Regions from separate parts of the Macaca mulatta genome. Here region 2 is linked to region 1. A link is a contact called in public Hi-C data. All regions are on one chromosome and are shown on one strand. Each heading gives the region's core, a stretch centred on a gene start, on an enhancer-like site or on the middle of the called end of the contact. The rest is flanking DNA. Distances are from core to core; before and after follow the strand shown. Region 1 holds the start of TRPM5 (transient receptor potential cation channel subfamily M member 5). Region 2 overlaps KCNQ1 (potassium voltage-gated channel subfamily Q member 1).

Evidence for each region. A called contact is a pair of places that touch in the nucleus more often than the background predicts.
Region 2: a contact with region 1 is called in a Hi-C map of blood, with 6 times the contacts expected there. The contact joins the enhancer-like site here to the promoter of TRPM5 in region 1. A contact is called at or near these places in 8 of 14 Hi-C or Micro-C datasets (CD4 T cells, blood, cortical neurons and 4 more).

Annotation. Positions count from the first base shown.
Region 1 is chr14:2,334,316-2,338,533 of T2T-MMU8v2.0, forward strand. It overlaps TRPM5 (transient receptor potential cation channel subfamily M member 5), which reads right to left and starts at 1,461. Exons shown (of 26, transcript XR_013403409.1): 1 at 1,375-1,461.
Region 2 is chr14:2,437,083-2,441,119 of T2T-MMU8v2.0, forward strand. It overlaps KCNQ1 (potassium voltage-gated channel subfamily Q member 1), which reads left to right. Exons shown (of 16, transcript XM_028833061.2): 2 at 2,932-3,022. Among named protein-coding and RNA genes, the nearest start is that of KCNQ1, 85 kb to the left of the region's middle. Within about 2 kb of position 1,894, at least 5 of the 40 cell types and tissues checked have an H3K27ac peak or open chromatin away from gene starts, as enhancers often do. A contact at or near this core is called in blood, where this site is marked.

The sequences.
Region 1 (4,218 bases), core at 211-2,710:
AGGGGTCCTACGGGGCTCCCTGACCCTTGAATTCCTCTCCAGTGAACCTCAGTTTTGCCTCTTGGAAGTTCTGGGATAGGACACCCATGAGCACCCTTCAGCCTGGAGCTCAGCAGCGCCTCCCCGACTCTGTGCAAGCCCCCCGGGGGGAAGAGCAGCAGCCATTAGAGGTGGAAGCAGCCACAACCCAAGCTCTGGCCCTTCCCAGGGCCCACAGCACCCCTTTCCTCCCGAGGACGGGGCAGAACTAGGCGCCCGGCAGCTGAGGTCAGGGAAGCCCAGCAGCAGCGTCGGGCAGCCTCACCTTCCCGGTGGCCGCAACCACCCCTTGCCCCACACCCAGGCTCGGCCCCTCCTACACCCACCGGCCAGCCCAGGGGCTGAGGAGGCATTTGGGCAGGTGCTGGGCACCAGGCAAATGGGCCCAGAGGGAGGCAATGCAAACAGCCGGGATTTGCATGAGCAGGTGCCCAGGTCTTCCGCACCCCTCCCTGTGCATCCCAGGGTGGGGCAGGGAGCCGGGGACAGCCAGGGGCCTTCGTGACCCCATCCCAGAACTCCCAAGAGGCAACACTGAGGCAGCGCCCCGGGTAGTGAAGGTGCTGGGGCTGTCAGGGCAGTGGGGCACCTGTAGCCACAGTCATCCCCGAGACAGCCAGAGCCAAACATGGCTTCCCCGGCCTCCCAGGACCAGTGCAGGACAGGACTGGATGGCCAGGTCCTGGGTTCCCAGCCCTGCTCATCCCCACCAGGCTGTGTGACTTCGGGCGGGTCCCTCAGCCTCCCTGGGCCTGTCTCATTTGTGAGATTTGGGGGAACGGCGGGTCACACGGGGAAGGTGTCAGAATGGTCCCTGCACGCAGCAGGCAGGAAGTCAGATGTGTGTCCGTGTCCTCCCTATGAGGATGCCACATCTCCCTGGGCTGCAGTGGAGGACATGGCTCAGGGAAGTGGTGGCGAGAGGACACAGTAGTGACCTGGTGACCCCAGACCCCTCCCACAGCTCCACTCCCCTCACCCTCGGCTTCTGAGCCACACCTGCCTTTGCAGGCTGCCGGCCAGACACTGTGCCTGAAGTCTCAGATCCAGAGCCCGTGGGGCTGGCCCTCCTGCCCAGACCATCTTCCAGCACTGGGCAGCCCTTCCAGAATGCCCCACCTCGCCCACAGTGGGGCCGGCCCTCCACAGCCCAGGGAAGCAGGGATCCTCCCTGCTAAAGATAAGGAAACTGAGGCAAGAGGCAGGGTGTGGCCAAAGCCGCACTGTCCTGGTCCCCACTCCTCTCGTGCCCACCTGCCCTTCCCGCCCGGGAGGAGGGGTTACAATCCTGCCCCTTCTCCCCACCTGGGCTGGCAGTGGTGTGAGGGTCCCTACCTGCCTGCCTTCTCCCCAGTACCCTGACACGCGGCTGCTGGCCAAGGCGCGGGTGGAGCCGTCTGCCTACCTTGCAGGGTGTGCCCGTGGGCCCAGCTCTCAAGCCTCTCCTCCTCTTCCCCGCCCACAACTTCTGGCCGGGGCAGCCAATGCCGGCCCCAGGGAGCTGGCCGTGAACCAACACAGGGCACCACCTGACCTGCTCGGCACGGCCGAGCCCACAGGCCTGCTGTTGTCAAAGCCACCCAGACACCAAGCGCTGGCCTTCCTCAGGTGTGACTGGCACCAAGGCCCTGGGGGCATCTCTAATGTGACTGGGAGAGGAGACCCTGTGTGGACGTGGCTTCTAGGCCACTTAGATTGCTGCTGTTGCCTCCTTTGGTGCTGTCTGGTGGGGTGGCCCGGGACTGAATGCAGCTGAAATCCACCCTGAAATGTGATTGGACAGGGCTCTTCAACCTCGGTTTCCACTCTGAAATGTGATTGGACAGGGCTCTTCAACCTCAGTTTCCACAGTAAGTAGGAACAGGAGCTGCCTCAAGAGCACACGTGTCATCTGGGGTGCTGGGCCCAGCTGTCCCATGGAGGACAGGGAGCCAGAGGGACTGCCTCCTCCCTCCTGTGGCCCTGCGAGGCCACGGGGCATCGGCCCCCATGGTGTCTCATCTGTACTGGAAAGGCTGCCCAGCCATGGGCCAGCTGTGAGTGATGTCCAGTCACCGGTCAGCACTGGGGATGCTCTGTGAGGACTGTCTCTGCATCTGGAGTCAGGACAGGGTGCCAGTGGGACAGAGCGTCCAGTCACCGGTCAGCACCGGGGATGCTCTGTGAGGACTGTCCCTGCATCTGGAGTCAGGACAGGGTGCCAGTGGGACAGAGTGTGCCTCTGGAGTCCCACAGTCCTGGGATTGGATCCTGCATAGCTGTTGAGCTACTTAGCCACTCTGGGCCTCAGTACCTTGGAGTGTCAAACAGGGACTCTAGTAGCCTGGCTTCTGGGAGGCTGCAGGTAACACATGAGGAGAACAGAGCCTGGGGGATACCTCTGTGTGCCCCTTCACAAAAGAGACTCCAAGGACCCCCTGTCCGGGGCCCCCTCAAACCATAAACTCCAGGAATGGTGGGGGACAGTATCTGGGACTTGCTCTCTGGGACCCTGGTGGCCTCGCTAGTCTGGCCTTTCAGCCACCAGAGGGCGCCAAAGGACCACAGGCAGAATCTGAGGCAGTGATGGTAATGGGTGAAGGTGATGGTGGTGGTGGTGATGATGGTGGCAGTAGTCAGGGTGGTGGTGGTGATGGTGGTGGTGGTGGTGGTGATGATGATATTGATGGTCATGATGGTGGTGGTGACAATGATCATGGGGACCGTGCTGATGGTGGTGTTTGTGATGATGGTGGCAGTGGTTGTGATGGTGGTGGTGATTGTGGTTGTGGTGATGATGGTGGTGTTATTGATGATGTGGTGGTGATGGTGGTGGTGGGCATGAGGGTAGTGGGGGCGGTGATGGCCTTACTGTTGATGAGGGTGGCGATGATAGGGATGGCGATGGTGGTGGGAATGATGACAAAGATGATGATGATAGTGGTGCAAATGGCAATGGTGGTGGTAGTGACTGTGGTGTTGTTGTTGATGGTATTAGTGCTGATAAAGGTGGTGATGATGATGTTGATGATGGTGGGTGGTGAAGGTGGTGGTGATGGTGGTGAACATTTTGGCAGTGGTGATGGTGGTGGTGGTGGTGGTGGTTATAATAGTTGTGATGGTGGTGGAGGTGGTGATGATAGTGATGGTCATGATGGTGGTGGTGGTGGTGATAATGACTGTGGTGGTGGTCCTAATGGTGGTGTTTGTGACGCTGGTGGAGGGGTGGTGAGGATGGTGTGGTGATGATGGCCACGGAGGTGATTATGGTGATGGTGAAATGGTGGCAGTGGAGTTGATGGTGGTGGTGAACATGGTGGTGTGGTGGTGGTGGTGGTGATAATTATGGTGGTGGTGATGGTGGTGTGTGGGATGATGGTGGAGGTGGTAGTGGTGGTGGTGATGACAGTGTGGAAGTGACAATGGTGTTCATGTTGGTTGCGATGGTGGCAGTGGTTGTGGTGATAATGACAATGATTATGATGATGGTGGTGGTGATGGTGGACATAATGGTGATGGTGGTAGTTGTGATGGTGGTGGTTTTGGTGATGGTGGTGTTTGTGGTGGTGGTGATGATGCTGCTGGTGGTGGTGATGCTGCTGCTGGTGGTGTTGATGATGCTGCTGGTGATGGTGATGGTGGTATTACTGATAAGTGTGGTGGTGATGATGGTGATGATTGTGGTGGTGGTGATGATGGTGATGACAATGATTATGGTAATGATGGTGATGGTGGTGGTAGAGGTAAAGATGGTGGTTGTCATGATGGTGTTCATGGTGGTGGTAATTCTGGTAGTGGTGGTGATTATGATGGTGGTGATTGTAGTGGTGATGATGGTTGTGGTGGTGATGGTGGTGGTGATGGTGGAAATGATGGTGGTGTTTGATAGTGGTGGTGGTTGTGATGGTTGTGTTCATGTTGGTAATGGTGATAATGGCGGTGGTGATGATTGTGATGGTCGTGATAATGATGGCAGTGGTGACAATGGTGGTGGTAGTGACAATGGTGGTGATGGTGGTGATACTGGTGATGATGGTGGGGGCGGTGGTGGTTTTGGTGGTGGTGATGATCATAGTGGTGGTGATTCTGGTGATGGTGATGGTGGTGGTGATGGTGCTGGTGGTGGCAATTATAGTTGTGATGATGGTAGTGGTGGTGGTGGTAATGATGATGTGGTGATGGTCATGATGGTGCTGATGA
Region 2 (4,037 bases), core at 644-3,143, 100 kb after region 1:
CACTCACCCTTCCAACCAATCTTTGCTTGTGTCCCCATGAGATCCACAGAATCACCCTATGGAGGGCTCCCCACAGGGTTGGCTCAGAGGCTCCAGCTGTGTCTGTTGAACTAATTACTCTGCACCCACCCACCCCGTGCCAGCACCGTGTGGATTTTGGTCCCAGAGACAGATGAGGGCAGGAGTGGTCAGTGTGGGAGCATCCGGAGGGAGCCTGGCAAGGCCGGGGCATCCTGTCCAAGCTGGCCAGGAAGAGTCCTCAGAGCCAAAGCAGTGTGGAGGGTGGGGGTGCAGAGAGGGTCCCTGGCTGGAAGCACCGCATTGGCAAATGCCAGGCAGCTTATGCAGCCAGAGCTTTGGGCCAGTGGGGGTCGGGGAGACTGAGGCCCAGGGAAAGGCAGGACTGCGTGCCAGCCTTCCAGGTGCTCCTGGAACCACATGGCTGATCAGACTTGTGCTTTGGGTCGAATGTCCCAGTGGGGGAGTAACCTCAGGGAGCAGAGGAAGGGTCATGGTGAAGGGGATGAAGCAGCAGCATTGGGGCTTAGAGATTAAATGAAGGAAGTCCCACGGGACTGATCACCTACTGTGCACCAGGCCGCATCCTGGGCGTGGACTGCAGCCCACAGCCCCACTCTTGGGGTGCTCATGGTCTAGGGGGTGGACAACAGACTCTGGTCCCAGCGGTGATACTTGAGTATAAAGGACACAGTTGGGGTGTTGTGGGGGCCAGGGTCAGACATCAGAGCTGGCCTCTGCCCATGAGACAGGGCCCGTTGGTAGGACCCTGAAGCTGGGCTTTTAGGCTGGGCAGCAGCAGGTGCACGGGCCCTGAGGTGGGCTGGGCCAGGCATAGTCAGGACTGGCAACAAGGGCCGGGAGGAGCTGGGGTGGTCTGGGGCCATTGCGGTGTAATACTGGGGTGTGACATTGAGGGTTCACTGACTGGCTGGGTATGTGGGCTGGGAACGCCACGGGTGGAGGTGGGCACCGTGGTCAGGGGGAGATGAGGATGGATGGGCAGGGTGCAGACGGGCTGGCTGCAGAGCTGACCAGTGTGGGAGGGACGGGGTGTTGGTGAGGCAGGTGGCTGAGGAAATGGTAGCTGCAGGTTTTGGCCCCAGTGCCAGCAGTGGGACTATGGCTATGGGGAGGGAGGAACCCAGGAAGGGGGCCTGAACAGGGTCGTTGGTTGAGTGCGCCATCAAGGGCCTTTGGGTAGGGCTGCCAGAGGCCAGGAAAGGATTGCCCTGCCCACAGGAGCTTGTTGGGAAGAGGGGTGCAGAGCCCCCCCCCACCTCCCCAAGAAACGTGCATCGGGAGGATGAGCCAAGGCAGGCTGTGCTGGGAGGTAGCCTGTTTGTTGTGGGCTCCAGGGGCCTGGGGAGGGTGGGCTGGGCTGTACACATCCGGACAGGTGGAAGAGGATGGGTTCCGGGTGGGGCTGAGTTCTGGAGGCTGGGTGAGAGGCAATGCAGGGGGCCTTCTGGCTGCCCTGGGATGGGTTGGAAGCCACTTGGGATGGCAGGATCTCAGGGAGTGGAGGGGGCCTGGGGCACCCTATGCCGGGCAGAGGATCTATGCCAGGGCACTCAGGGTCTGTGTGTGGCTTTCTCTGTGTCTCCCTGGGCCCTCGGGGCTGTGTGGCCACTTCCTGGCTCTCCTGTGGCTGAGGATCCATGGGGGTCCTTGGAGTCTCCGGAATCTCCCCAGAAGTGACAGGAAGCCGGGCGGGCCCTGAAGGGTATGTTTGCAGAGGCAGCAGCTCCTTATCTTTATGGTTCCCTGGATCAGAGTGGGCCGCCCGTCTGTTCTCTGCGTGCCCACAGTACAGAACGTTTGCCCCAGGGTGGGGCTCTGTGCACCTTCCTTTTCATGAGTTCTGTGACTTGGCCTCCGGGCCTTGGGGAGGAGGAAGTGAAACTGGAGGAGAGCCACCCTCAGCCTGCAGCCTCGAGGCTCCTCTGGGAAGCAGATACTTGGTGCAGGTATCAGGACCCCCACCTGGCAGGCTGGCTTCTGTGCTGTGACCACCAGCACCCCTGCCCTGGGCCCTGAACTTCTGGACAGGGGGCTGTTGACTGCTCTCTGGAAGTGATTTGGTTTTTTTTTTGTTTTTCTTTGAGACGGAGTCTCGCTCTGTCCCCCTGGCTGGGGTGCAGTGGTGCGATCTTGGCTCACTGCAAGCTCCATCTCCTGGGATCATGCCATTCTCCTGCCTCAGCCTCCCGAGCAGCTGGGACTACAGGCGCCCGCCACTGCACCCGGCTAATTTTTTGTATTTTTAGTAGAGACGGGGTTTCACCGTGGTCTCGATCTCCTGACCTTGTGATCTGCCCACCTTGGCCTCCCAAAGTGCTGGGATTACAGGCGTGAGCCACCGCGCCCGGCCTCTGGAAGTGATTTGTAAAATCAGCTTTGCGGAGACGTGATTACATGCCGCAGTTCACTTATGAAAAGTGGGCGCCCTGTGCCTCTAGGACGTTCGGAGTTGTGTAGCCATCACCACCATCCATATCCAGAATGTTTAATGACCCCAAAAGAAAACCCCGTGCCCGTAGCAGTCCCGCCTTGGGGCAGCCACCAGCCTGCTTTCTGTTTCTGTGGCTCTGGCTGTCCAAGGCGTAGCCACACTGCAGGTGGTCAGCAGGTGGTCACCTGTCTGTGTCTGGCCTTGGCGCCATGTTTCCAGGGCCTGTCCACGTGGCGGCACCTGTTGGTGCTTCGTCCCTTCCCGTGGCGGGACGGCATCCCTCGTGTGGACCTACCTCAAGTGTGTGCTCACCAGCTAACAGACGACTGGGTTTTCATAGCACTGTCTAGTCCTACCAGGGGCGGGGCGGGGCGGAGGCCGGGGCCCCACCACTCGCCGGGTGCATCTATGGGGTGGGCGGAGGCCGTGGTGCTGACCACCGTGTCCCTGTCTTACAGCTTCCTCATCGTCCTGGTCTGCCTCATCTTCAGCGTGCTGTCCACCATCGAGCAGTATGCCGCCCTGGCCACGGGGACCCTCTTCTGGATGGTACGTAGCATCTGAGGGCGTGGCTGGATGTCACGGCTGCCCTGGAGGCTGGCATCTCCCCAGCGCTGGGCCCCATAAGGTGGGGCAGAGCCGCCCCCGGCCCCTTGCCCACACGTTGGCCCTGCCCTGATACAGGGGCACCTCCCCAGACCCCACACTTGCCAAGTGACTTGGGATGTATGTGCCACAGGCGAGGGGGGCCAAGGACTGAGAGGAGCCTGGAGCTGGTGGTCTGAAAGGACTTCCTGGAGGAGGGGCTTCCAAGCTGGGCTGGAAGGAAGGAAGGAGGAGGGAGGGTAGAGCTGGCATTGTGGCCAGCCCGGGCCTGCCCGAGCCTTCATGCACAGTGTCCCTGGGGTCTGGGTGACACCTGCCCCTGGGTTATGGCTGGCACACAGGCCCTACTGGTGTCCCAGCAGCAGCACTCACCCCAGGCACCTGGATGGTCCCTTCCATTGGCCTGAGCGGTGTCGGTGCCATTTGTGCCAGGCAGGTGCTGAGAGCAGGGCAGGGCAGGCTCATAGCCTGGTGGAAAACCCCGAAGTTGATCTAGCTGTGAGGCTGCCCGGAAGGCGGGGTGCAGGGACCAGCTGTGTCTGGAACCCACAGGGTCCCCACGTAAGCCGCCTGAATGTGGGCCGTGGGCAATGACTCCAGCAGGACTGGGTCCAGCACCTCTCCGTGGCTGGGCTTTCGTGTTTTCCTGTCTTGTCGTGGAATATTTCCAGTATCTGCAAAGAAAGAGAGTCACGACTCGGGTCCTGGCACGCACAGGCAGCTCTGGGTTGGGCTCTTGCTGCTTTTCGGTGCTGTGTCTTCCTGGCCAGGGGAGCCTGTCCCGCCGGGGTCTAGAGTCCTCTCATGATGGCCTCAGCAGTGGAATCCATCCCATTTCTAGGGAGTCCATTTTAGCTTTCCTTCGTTGCTTTTGGACCTTGAGCCATAGCTGGAGGAATTCACCTGTGGTTTCCTCCAGCCCTCACCAGGTTAACTGTGTGTGCTCCATGGTGGCTGG